Linked DNA regions of Rattus norvegicus: region 1 is linked to region 2. A link is a contact called in public Hi-C data. All regions are on one chromosome and are shown on one strand. Each heading gives the region's core, a stretch centred on a gene start, on an enhancer-like site or on the middle of the called end of the contact. The rest is flanking DNA. Distances are from core to core; before and after follow the strand shown.

What was found. A called contact is a pair of places that touch in the nucleus more often than the background predicts.
Region 1: a Hi-C map of Schwann cells shows a contact between it and region 2, with 5 times the contacts expected there. The contact joins the enhancer-like site here to the promoter of Nr2f1 in region 2. A contact is called at or near these places in 2 of 12 Hi-C or Micro-C datasets (the A7r5 cell line and Schwann cells) and 1 of 1 datasets of contacts at active chromatin or transcription factors (oligodendrocytes).

What each region holds. Positions count from the first base shown.
Region 1 is chr2:10,644,738-10,650,168 of GRCr8, reverse strand. No RefSeq gene overlaps it. Among named protein-coding and RNA genes, the nearest start is that of Nr2f1, 860 kb to the right of the region's middle. Within about 2 kb of position 1,703, at least 9 of the 93 cell types and tissues checked have an H3K27ac peak or open chromatin away from gene starts, as enhancers often do. A contact at or near this core is called in Schwann cells, where this site is marked.
Region 2 is chr2:9,784,560-9,790,014 of GRCr8, reverse strand. Nr2f1 (nuclear receptor subfamily 2, group F, member 1) reads left to right here and starts at 4,091. Exons shown (of 3, transcript NM_031130.2): 1 at 4,091-4,812. The coding sequence starts at 4,359.

The DNA of each region.
Region 1 (5,431 bases), core at 454-2,953, 860 kb before region 2:
TGCAGTGAGTCATCAAATATTTTTAACCAAATAATTTTCTTCGTTTTTTTTTTAAAGTATGTTTATATTGTACTCTCCAAAGTCATATCTTACAAATATAGAATGATTAATTGGGATCCTATCCCTAAATATAACATTAAAAGGAATGTAAAAATAAAAATACCACAAAAGAAAATATAATTAGAAAATGTTTTTATGAACAAAATGTAATCATTTGTTTCCTTAAAACTGTTACCAGAATTAAGAGAAACATATTACAGTTTAATAAACTGGCATAACTCAGCAGGAAACTTTTTTCTACTTAATAATTTATTAATCAATACACTACTTTGATACTAGCCATAATTAAACTTTAGGGTTTCTTTGATATCTTTGATACCTTAAGATGACATAACAACACTTAGTACAAACACATAGGCAATTTTAGCTTTTTAGGTGTGTGTTCTGCTGTTTTACTCTTGGGAGATATATTTGTAAGTTTCTTAGTTTAAATCTTAGGCAATTTTCCCCACAAGATCTTTTTCTTCCCCATCTTAAAGCAAATGCCCATCTTCTGTGGTTCAAACAGCCCAAAGCAGTCTCTTTTAAGCCATCTATTCTCATAAACAACAAGCCTTTGACATCTGTGACACCGGAGACATGCAGAAGTCATTAAGGGCATCCCGAGGGGATTCCAACAGTTGCTTCACTTTAGGGTGGGTGTGAGAAGGCTTAAAATTAAATTACTCAAAAATAAAGTTAGAGCACTAAGCAATTTCCTGCTGTCCAACTCAGTAGGGTTTCCCGTGAGAAAAGAAAGTGGGCAAAAAGCTCAGACAGACAGACAAACATATTTACCCCTAGGTGGAAGGTACAAATTAAATTAGCCTGCTACAAAAGGGAGATGTTTTCTCCTTCTGTTCAGATGTCATGGTACTGAGGAAACATAAACTGGGGCCAAAAAAAAAAACCCTCACAAATGCATTCATTTGATCTAGTATTCATCCTGATCCAAGGTCTAAACAGAACACATAAAAGCACAGCACTGTGGAAGAACTTCCTCTCCCTAGTTACCAAGTTGGGAGTTGCAAGGGAACATGGGAACAGGGGGTGGGGATCTTTCTAGAATGTTTCAGTGTTGAGGAACTGTCAGAGGATGTTACAGAGTATATGACTGAATCTGAAATCACATCAGTATAATTCAATTCCATATTTCATAGAAAAAGCTCGGGGGTATGTGTGCACAGTATGGTGTGTGTAAAGGTACGTTGTGAACTTTCTTTCTCTCAGTAGCTGGAAACCAATATAGGCACTTCCAAAGAGTCAAGTATCTATTATAGTGCCTCATTAATATGCATGTTTTTGGCACTCGGTTTGGTTCAGCTGGTATGCTTTCCAGTATCTCATTCTTTATTTATATGAGACTGGGAGGTGTGACCTATGGAGCCAGTTGGCTGTCATGAATTGGAATATTCATTAAGCCTCATGAATTATGCATTAGACTGCTTATAATACTGAGATCCACATTTGATCTAGCCAGAACTCTCAACTGCTTCCCATTTGATGGAATGATCCACATTTTGGTCAAACTATACATGTGTTCCATATAGTGCAGAGGGAGCGAGTGTACATTTGCTACCCAGAAAGGCTTGGAGATTTTGCAGCTCACATCTGACTAAGTGAGTTTCATATTTTTGCATATAGAAAGGGCACAGCAGACAAGGTTCTCCTCGAATAAACTAGATTACAGTAGCGTTCTTCTCTAGCCTGAATACTGTTTCCGTCCATTACTGCCCTTGCCTATAAAAGTCAGCCATGACTGGGAAGCGGCCAGAATTATAAACGGCATATAGCTATCTCCTGGTGACCCACATAAAAAAGCAACAGCAAGTACAAAGAGCGTGGAAAGGGCTCTTAAGAACTTAGCTTCTCTTATGGAAATCAAGAAAACACTTTTATGATAACCTTGTTTTCTTACTGAGTACTGGTAAGTATGCCTAGCTTACATAAAACCTAATTTTAAGATTTTGCTGATGATATAAAATGTTATAAAGAGAAAAAAGTGGTTAAATTTTAAATATTTTTATTTTGAAGTGTATGTATCAATGTTAAATTTTTATTCTATTTAAACCCATACCTTATACAAAAGAAAAAAACAAACTGAGATGAACCACTATATATTATGTTTCTTATATACATGAACAAATTCAAGAGCTAAATACATGCCATTTTTACATTCTTAGCATATGCTGTTCAACACTGTTCTTACAATCCACTCTTAATAAAAAAGAGTTTTATATAGCTTCAATATTAAACCTTTGATCATTTTCTATGTTAGAATGTGTCTATTATTTTCCCTAATGTAGACATGCCTAAGAAGGCACTCTTATTCATGAAGGTAATTATTACCACAATTAAAGCCTGGGACAGAGTTTGAATGTGGTGAATTCCCTTTGCTATATTCTAGAAAAGTGGCCTAAAGAATCTATAGCCTGCTCTATAAAAGGTCATGGGTGAGTCCTGGGTAAAATGGCATTGTTTACAGATTTTTTAGTGAAGAGATTAGCTGTCATTTATTTTCACATACCTAACTGAGGCGCCTTGTGGTTCCCAGCAAGAGCGTGTTCTCGTCTCTTTCTCAGCCTGTCACATCCCTGTCAGTTTCAATAAAATTACTTACCTGAATTATGCAAATGAAGCTTTGTTATGTCCAGATCCCAGCATTGTTCATCTCCACTATAGCTGAAAATTCTAGCAGTCCCCTTGCTTACACTGTCTGATTCCAGGACTCCTTAGGTCAAGACCTTTGAACCTCAGAGCTTGACTTATGCCACAACCATTTGACAAATCGCCCAGACCCTCACAAAAGCTGGTTTAGCCCCAGAGTGGCTGCTCTCTCTATACACCACTGTTTCTCTGTTTTGACATTTCCTTCTCACTTTTCCTCTCAGTAATTAGACAAAGGGAGAAAAAGACATTTGTGTTTAAAGAATGCTTTCATTTAGGACTGTGATAAATGGCTCCCCTTTCCAAGAAGCTGCAATCCCACTGCAGGACAGAGGTTTCCTTCACAAGGGCCTGGACAAGGAAGGCCTCCCACCAAAGCCTTCCCAGACTTTAGCTTTGTCTATAAAGAGCCCACAGAGAGGGTCTAGTGATTTGTTCTCTTCTCAGTACTACAAAACAATTGGAAAAATGTAGCATGAACTTCTATGTTAAAACCATCATGGTTGTAAAAACAAAAATATTGAGTGTTTAATCTAAATAATTCTAACAAAGCTGGAGGTTAAAAAAAGGTACTATGATTTTTTAAAGCAATTTCCCTATCATTAAATATCTCTCTGTTCCAATAATATATTACAGATTGAAATATAACCCACTCTTTGACATCCCATCTAGGATCTTGAGGAAGAAAGCATCAACATGACTTCAGAGAATGAGTAAATCTGTGTTTTAGAATAAAATGTGAGCTTACCTTGGTGCCAAAGGAAAGCTTGTCATGGTGCAGGAAAATGTTAAAAGAGTGGAACTTATATCAACTATGTTTTCATACGCTTCTTTTAGAGTGGTGAGTTAATTTTTATTGGTCTATGGAGTAAGTGAGATTGTCAAACATGACAATAGATTGAAACTGCATGGGAGCCTGTAGTGCCCAGTTTGGGTGAAGCATGATCACGTTGCCATTCAGGCTGTGGTTAGTGTGTTGCTTACACTCAAAACCATGTTGCCTCAATCAGAGTATCATTTCCCAAAGCAGGCAAATTACCTCAAAATATCTCATTTTAATTCATTATTAGACCACAGAATAATCCTATGATTTGGTTTTATCCACAAGTTAAAGAATAAAAACACAGGAAAACTTGAGACTCAAAAAGAAAAATAATGATAAAGTAAGGGAGTAACCACGTGAAGTGGCATGTGGCATCTATGTGCTTTACAGGAAATTCCCCTACACTGAGACAGGTTCATACTGCGAGATAATAACACTTTACATGCTTTCAAATGAGCATGACTTTTATTTCGCTTATTTTACTTTATTAGATAAAATAATCCCTAAAAGATATCATTAAAACAGAACTGGCCGAGAAAGCTAATTCAAGTGAACACTTTGAGCTCTTTTCTCTAGGGTTAGTTGAAGAGCTAAAACTTTATAAATGAATGAGCACATCTGAGTTTCTATCCCTATATCAAAACAAAGCAGAGGAATCAACTGTGTTTGGAATTTTACTGAAATCTTTATGAGGGAACAGGGTCTTTACATGATTCCCATGAAAAGGACACTGGGCCAACAATATGATAAACTTGAAATAATGAAAGCACAGGCCTAAAAGGCTGCAAAACATTCTGTTTCTGAGACTTTCCCTCACATGCAGGCATGCATTTAGTGAGAAGAATGAACCATAGGAACTTGTTTGGTAAACTTTAAATGCTGCAGTATGTGCTTGGCTTATGGTTCCATTCATTCTGTAAATGGAACAGAAGCGAGCCTGCTGATGCATAATTGAAATGAGTATCAGTAAAACTTTATAGTTCTCAGGTATAAAAGGAGAACAGCTTAATGTAAAAGGTAGAGGCTTATCTTTGGCAAATACAAAGTTATATTAGACGTGTAAGTTCTTCTTATGTGTTTTTTAAAGTCTATAACTCTAATTGTACATAGATCTAACTGAAGGTGTTTATGTGCTAAATAGGATTTTGAAGATTCATGAAACTTTTCTCTTTACAAGTCCTTGTGGGCTCCAATACGAACACACTCAGGTCTTTATAAATGCTATTGTCTTTCCTTTAAGTAACCATTGTGCTCTTATGTGTATTTAGTCAGCCAATGTATTTCTAGAGTAAAACACCTGCTTTCCTTGATGGATCAGGATGACTTGCTCATCTATTTTCAGAGAGGGAAAAAAATCTTTACTTAATATAAATTTCCTCCAACACAGGTCCTTTTTATCCAGAAAAGCTACAGACTAAATCTTTTATTCACTACCCTTAAAAGCAAAACACCCATTTCCTAAGCTCATCACTCACATTTAGATAGTATTTGATAAGAGATTATTTTTATTAGTCATCTATTAAATTCTACTCATTCCTGCTCCTGGAAAGCTTAAGCTATAAAAATAAGAAAAATAAGCTCAGGGAGATGAGTCAGTGGATAAAGTGATTTCTACATAAGCATCAGGATCTAAGTTAGGATGTATATGCTATGGAGTGGAGTGAGACCAGCAGATTCGGGAGGCAGTACTCTAAGTTCAACAAAATACCCTGTCTCAAAATACAAGGTGTAGACTCATTAAGGAAGACATCCAAAATTGATCTAAGGCCTCCACACAATGATACAAACAAATAAGAATAGTATAAAATAATCTTGAAACAAACATTGAAGAAAGCTCAAAACCTAAATTAGCAATATTATAAATGTCATAAATAGCTGACATCACTTACAATGAAAACCAAT
Region 2 (5,455 bases), core at 2,842-5,341:
GTTATCGAAGGCTACAGACCCCAAGTTCCAAAGAAACGATTATCTTTGCGTTACTTGCCTGGTACGGCAGGGCTTGGCCGAGTCTCGCTTCTGATGCCCACCGTGTACAATCCAGAGTCCGAGAGAGACTAGGCGAGCAGACCCCGCACCCAGCAGGCCTCCGTTCCCGGACCCTTGCTTTTGGCTTCCTCTTCCCTCCCCCAGCTTCCCTTTCTTTGCTGCCTTCCGCTGCTCACTACTCCCTGTCTCTGATTGTTTGGGGAGTAAATTTTAGAATTTCTATATAAACAGCGCGCGCGCGCGCGCGCTCTCCCTCTTCCTTCCTTCCTTTCTGTCTTTCTTTTTAAAAAAAAAATATCGTTTTCACCTTTAAACGAACCGGAAGACTTGGTCACGAATATTAGAGTTGAGAGGCTAAGGCCAGGAGCCCCTGTCACCCCACGTCCCGCCTCTCCATCGTACAATGGGCCGCAGCAAGCAGAATGCAGTCTCCATTATTCCAAATGGAAGGGCTGTGGGGCATACATAAGAAAGTCTTTATTTTGCTCTTTAAAAAAAAATGATCATTGGCCACTAAGTGGTTAGTCCCAGAGACCAAGAAGCGCAAAGCCTGCTCCAAACACTCTGCGCTTTCTAAAGCTCTCACTGGTGAGATGTAAAGTGGGAACCAGTATTAAAAGCCAAACCCTACCTCTTTCGATACAGCTTGGACATTTACTTCTACCTTTACCTGGGGGCGCTCGGAACGCTTGAGCAGAGACAAACTTTTATGCTCTCCCTAGTCGAGGGCTGGCAAGAGGGATTCCCACTCCGGGTGGTGGCAGCTGCGGCTTTGTCACTCTGCGGCTCCGTGCCTGCCTGAGCCTGCCTAGGGGAGCGATCTTAAAACGAGGGGGTGCGAGTGTGGGATTGGAGAATATGTAACTAATAGAAGTATCGTTTTCCCTAGTATGATCTTTCAAGGAAAAAAAATCCATTGAAAGAATTTTCAAAGTGCTGTCTTCGTTTGCAGAAAAGGAACTGGCTGCCAGTGGGGAGGGGAGGAGGGACTTGGCTGCGTGCCGCCTGGGAGCGGCTCCCGTCCGCTAGGTGGCAGGCGGACCTAGCGATTCCGCAAGCCCTGCGGCGGGACCCGCTCCTCCTGCTTGCCCCTCCTTTTGCGACCAATCACCTTCGGGAATGAGGTCTCAGTCACACACTCTTCAACACACACACACACACACACACACACACACACACACACACACACACACACACACACACACCCCAACCAGTGAGAGACTCAATCCCTTCCTCCTCCTCTTCCCCCTCCTCTCTCTCCTCCCCCTCCTCCTCCTCCCCCTCCTCTTCTCACTTCTTGTCCCCCCCCCCTCCACCCCTCTCCCTCTTTCCTGTCTTCTCCATCGTTTGCTCTTTTCCTGTGACTGACTTGTCGGCACTAACAGCCGCTCCGCGACAATATGAGGAGTTACTAATGCTTTATTAATAATTATTGAAGCATTGTTTGAAGTTGGAGCATCCCAGGGATAAGAATGATGAAGAAGAAAAAACAGGATTGATTGGAAAGTTTATTTAAAATCATCTTTGGGATGAATAGGAGTCATCGATTCGGATCGAATTTGTGGTAGTAGCTGCAATTTCATGCGTGTGCTTTGTCGTAATTACACCTCCGAAACTATGATATACTTCAGATTTTTAAAGGAGGCTTTTCTTAATTATATAAAATGAGCGGGATCCAGACTAGATTCTACTGAATCTGAACTAAGATTCTAAACCAAGTATACTTCACAAATCATTAAAATGGTGGGGTTTCATCGTCATTTATTTTTTCTTAACGTTTTCAGTGACACTCCTTACGCTCGTGAAATCTAATTTTGAAAACTTTTCAGAGGATATACTGTAATTTCTTCTTTCTCCTTCTTGTTTTTTCCCATCGCTACGTGTTCTCTCCCTTCCCCCTCTTTTCTCTCTCTCTCTCTCTCTCTCTCTCTCTCTCTCTCTCTCTCTCTCTCTCTCTGTGTGTGTGTGTGTGTGTGTGTGTGTGTGTGTGTGTGTGTGTGTGTGACCATACACGACCCATACTAATCAGGTCTCAGAGTAAATAGCAGCGCAGGGCGATCTCAATGTAAATTACGCTTGTCAGAAGCACACCCCCCTCCCTCACTTTCTCTCCTCCTCCCCCTCGACGTCCCAGACTGTAGGTAGCTGGGGGAGGGGAAAAGGATTTTCTAACCAATGGCGCGCAGGAGGCTTGGCTAACCTTAACCTCCCATTTTCTCCCCCCTACCCCCGCCCCAATTCAGGGCTCTGACCAGTCAGTCGCCTTTGATTATCAGTTGCCAGCAGCCCTTCTCTTGGCTCCTTGACACGAGCTCCATATAAGGCAGCGATCTCCATAGAAACGTGTCAGTTTCAATAGTAGTGTCAAAGTTCACTATATACAGACATTCGCGCAGATCCCCCTTTCGGAAACATTGCTCCGAGTGTCCTCCCGTTTAAACGCATTCAATTTTTTGGTCCCTCTCCTCTTTCCTCTCCTCTCCTCTCCTTTTCTCTCTCCTCTCCTCTCCTCTCCTCTCCTCTCCTCTCCTCTCCTCTCCTCTCCTCTCCTCTCCTCTCCCTCCTCTCCTCACCTCTCCTCCCCTCTCTTTCGCCCCTCTCTCCCTCCTTTTCTTTCTCTCACCCACTCTCCTCTTGCCCTATCTCTCCCCTTTCTTACATAGTCTACTAGTTGTCGCCCTTCCTCTTTCTCTCCCTCCTCCTTTTCTCTTTTACTCATTTCCTCTAGAAGAGAGAAGACTAAACTTGAAAAAAAGAGGAGGCACCCCCTCAGTATTCTTATCGTTAATATATATATATATATATATATATATATATATATATATATATATATATATGGTGTTTTTTTTTTTTTTTGGAGGGAGGGTGTTGGTTCCCGGCTGAAGAGCACTTATTTAAAATACTAAAAAAAGAACATTTTTGGGCGATCTCCAGGGTTTTTTAACTAGCTCTGTGTGTTATAGCAGAAGAAGCAGAAGAAGCAAGAAAGAGGAAAAGAAGAGGATTATTTATTCGACCTACTTTGGATGTCTCTCTCGCTTTCTCTTTTTCCTTTTTTTCTCAAGTATTTTCTTCTGATTTTTATTTTTTTTCCTATTTCGCTGTGAATTCGTCGCTGGCGTGAATTATCTCGTATTTTTCTCCCCCTTCCGTCACCTCCCGAAAGAAGAAGGCAGAGAGAACCCGGCGCCACCCGCACAACAAAAAGAGCAAAGTGTGTGATCTTCCTCGCCGGCTGCCTCCCGCTCTCCAGAGCTGCCTTCCTGAATGGCTGGCTGCGTCCGGCCCTGGACCTGGCCCCCCGACACCCGAGCGCCCTGATCGTCGCCGGCAGCTTCGCCCTGCGTCCTGCTCGACTCTCCCAGCTCCCCGCACTCTTGAAACCGGGCGAGGGCTCCCGCCGGGACAGCGGCGGAGGCGCGGGCAGCCCCGGCCTCGGCTCGCGCTCGGGCTGCGGCCCCGACTCCAGCTCGGACTCCCGCCCGGGCCCCAGCTCCTCCAGCGGCGCTCGCAGCGGCGGCCGAGGCTGCTCCTCCGGCGGCGCCTGCAGCCGCGACCTCCTCCTCCTCCTCCTCCGCCGCCGCCGCCGCCGCCGCCCTCGCCGCTTCCTCTATGTCGGCTCAGCCCGCGCTCTGCGCGTAGCCCCAGCGGCCGGCCGGCCGGCGGGCGGGCGGGCGGGCGCCGGGCGCGAGTGAGAGAGTGTGTGTGCGAGTGTGTGTGTGCGCGGGTGTGCGGGCGAGGCGGAGGGCGAGTGTGTGCGCGCGCCGTGGCCCATGCCCGCCGCCCCCGGCGCTGCGCCCCGCGCCGCTCCCGGCTGCCGCCTGTGCCATTTCTGATTTTGCAACTTGGGGAAGAAGAAAAAAGCGAGAGAAGGGAGCTCGCTCGCCGGGGGGTGGGGAGGGGGGAGAGAGAGCGCGGCCCCCCCAGGAACGGAGCGCGGGGGGGAGCGGGCGAGGGGAGCAGGGGTGTTGGGGGGGAGCCTGAGAGCCTGGGGGGGCTGCAAAAAGAGAGAAAGAAAACAGCAGGAACCACAACAAAACGCCAGCAGGGCGGGCGGGCGCGCAGCAGCAGCGGGGCGGCCGAGGCAGTAACGGCGGCGGCGGCGGCGGCGGCGGCGGCTCAGGCAGAGGCCGGTGCCCGGCTCGGGCTTGGCTCCGGCGACCCCGGGGTGCCCGGTGGGCCCCCCGCCCCCTCCCCCTCCCCCCTTCCCCTTCCCCTTCCCCTCCCAGCGCGCCCGCGCGCCCCGCGGCCCTCGGCGAGCAGCTCGGCTCCCCCCAGCGCTCCCCGGGCCCAAAGATATGGCAATGGTAGTTAGCAGCTGGCGAGATCCGCAGGACGACGTGGCCGGGGGCAACCCCGGCGGCCCCAACCCCGCAGCGCAGGCAGCCCGCGGCGGCGGCGGCGGCGAGCAACAGCAGGCGGGCTCCGGCGCGCCGCACACGCCGCAGACCCCGGGCCAGCCCGGAGCGCCCGCCACCCCCGGCACGGCGGGGGACAAGGGCCAGGGCCCGCCGGGTTCGGGCCAGAGCCAGCAGCACATCGAGTGCGTGGTGTGCGGGGACAAGTCGAGCGGCAAGCACTACGGCCAATTCACCTGCGAGGGCTGCAAAAGTTTCTTCAAGAGGAGCGTCCGCAGGAACTTAACTTACACATGCCGTGCCAACAGGAACTGTCCCATCGACCAGCACCACCGCAACCAGTGCCAATACTGCCGCCTCAAGAAGTGCCTCAAAGTGGGCATGAGGCGGGAAGGTGAATATTTCTTCTCTGCTTCTCTCCCTGCGCTTCGCCCGCCTCCCTGCTCTTTCTTTCTCTCTCGCCTTGGTGGCTATGGCTGTGGGGATGGGGCTCCTGTGGTCCCAGCCGGTCCGGCTTCCCATTCCTCGCTGCTTTCCTCCCCCAGCGTCCCCCACCCCACCCCCCCAGCTCGCTGCTGCTGCCTCCCCCTCCCGGCCTGCGCTCCTCTCCCGGGCTCCTCCACCCCTCCCGCTGCCTGCTCAAGATTGTGTCCCTGGGATCCAGAGCTGTAGCTTAAAAATCCCTCCCTTCCTCCGTTGGATGTGCTCCGTGTGTGTTTCGCTCCCGCTTGTGTGTGAGGATGCTAGGGGCTGTGCTGGCATGAACTTGGGAGGGGTGCTGATTTTCCGCAGAAAACCGTTTCTCTCTGTGTGTGTTTTTGGTTTTGTTTTTTCGTTTTTCCCATTCCACTTTCTCCTCCGCCTCATCGTATCTTTTATTTATAATGGGAGAGGACTGGGGCTGGAGGACCCTGATCCTTAGATTCATTGCTGCCACCATCCTTTAGGAAGCTTAGCTTGGAAAAAGAGGAGTGAGATTTATTGCACTTGTAGGTCTAATTAGGGGGAAGGGGGGCTTCTGGCCTGTTCACTGGCTC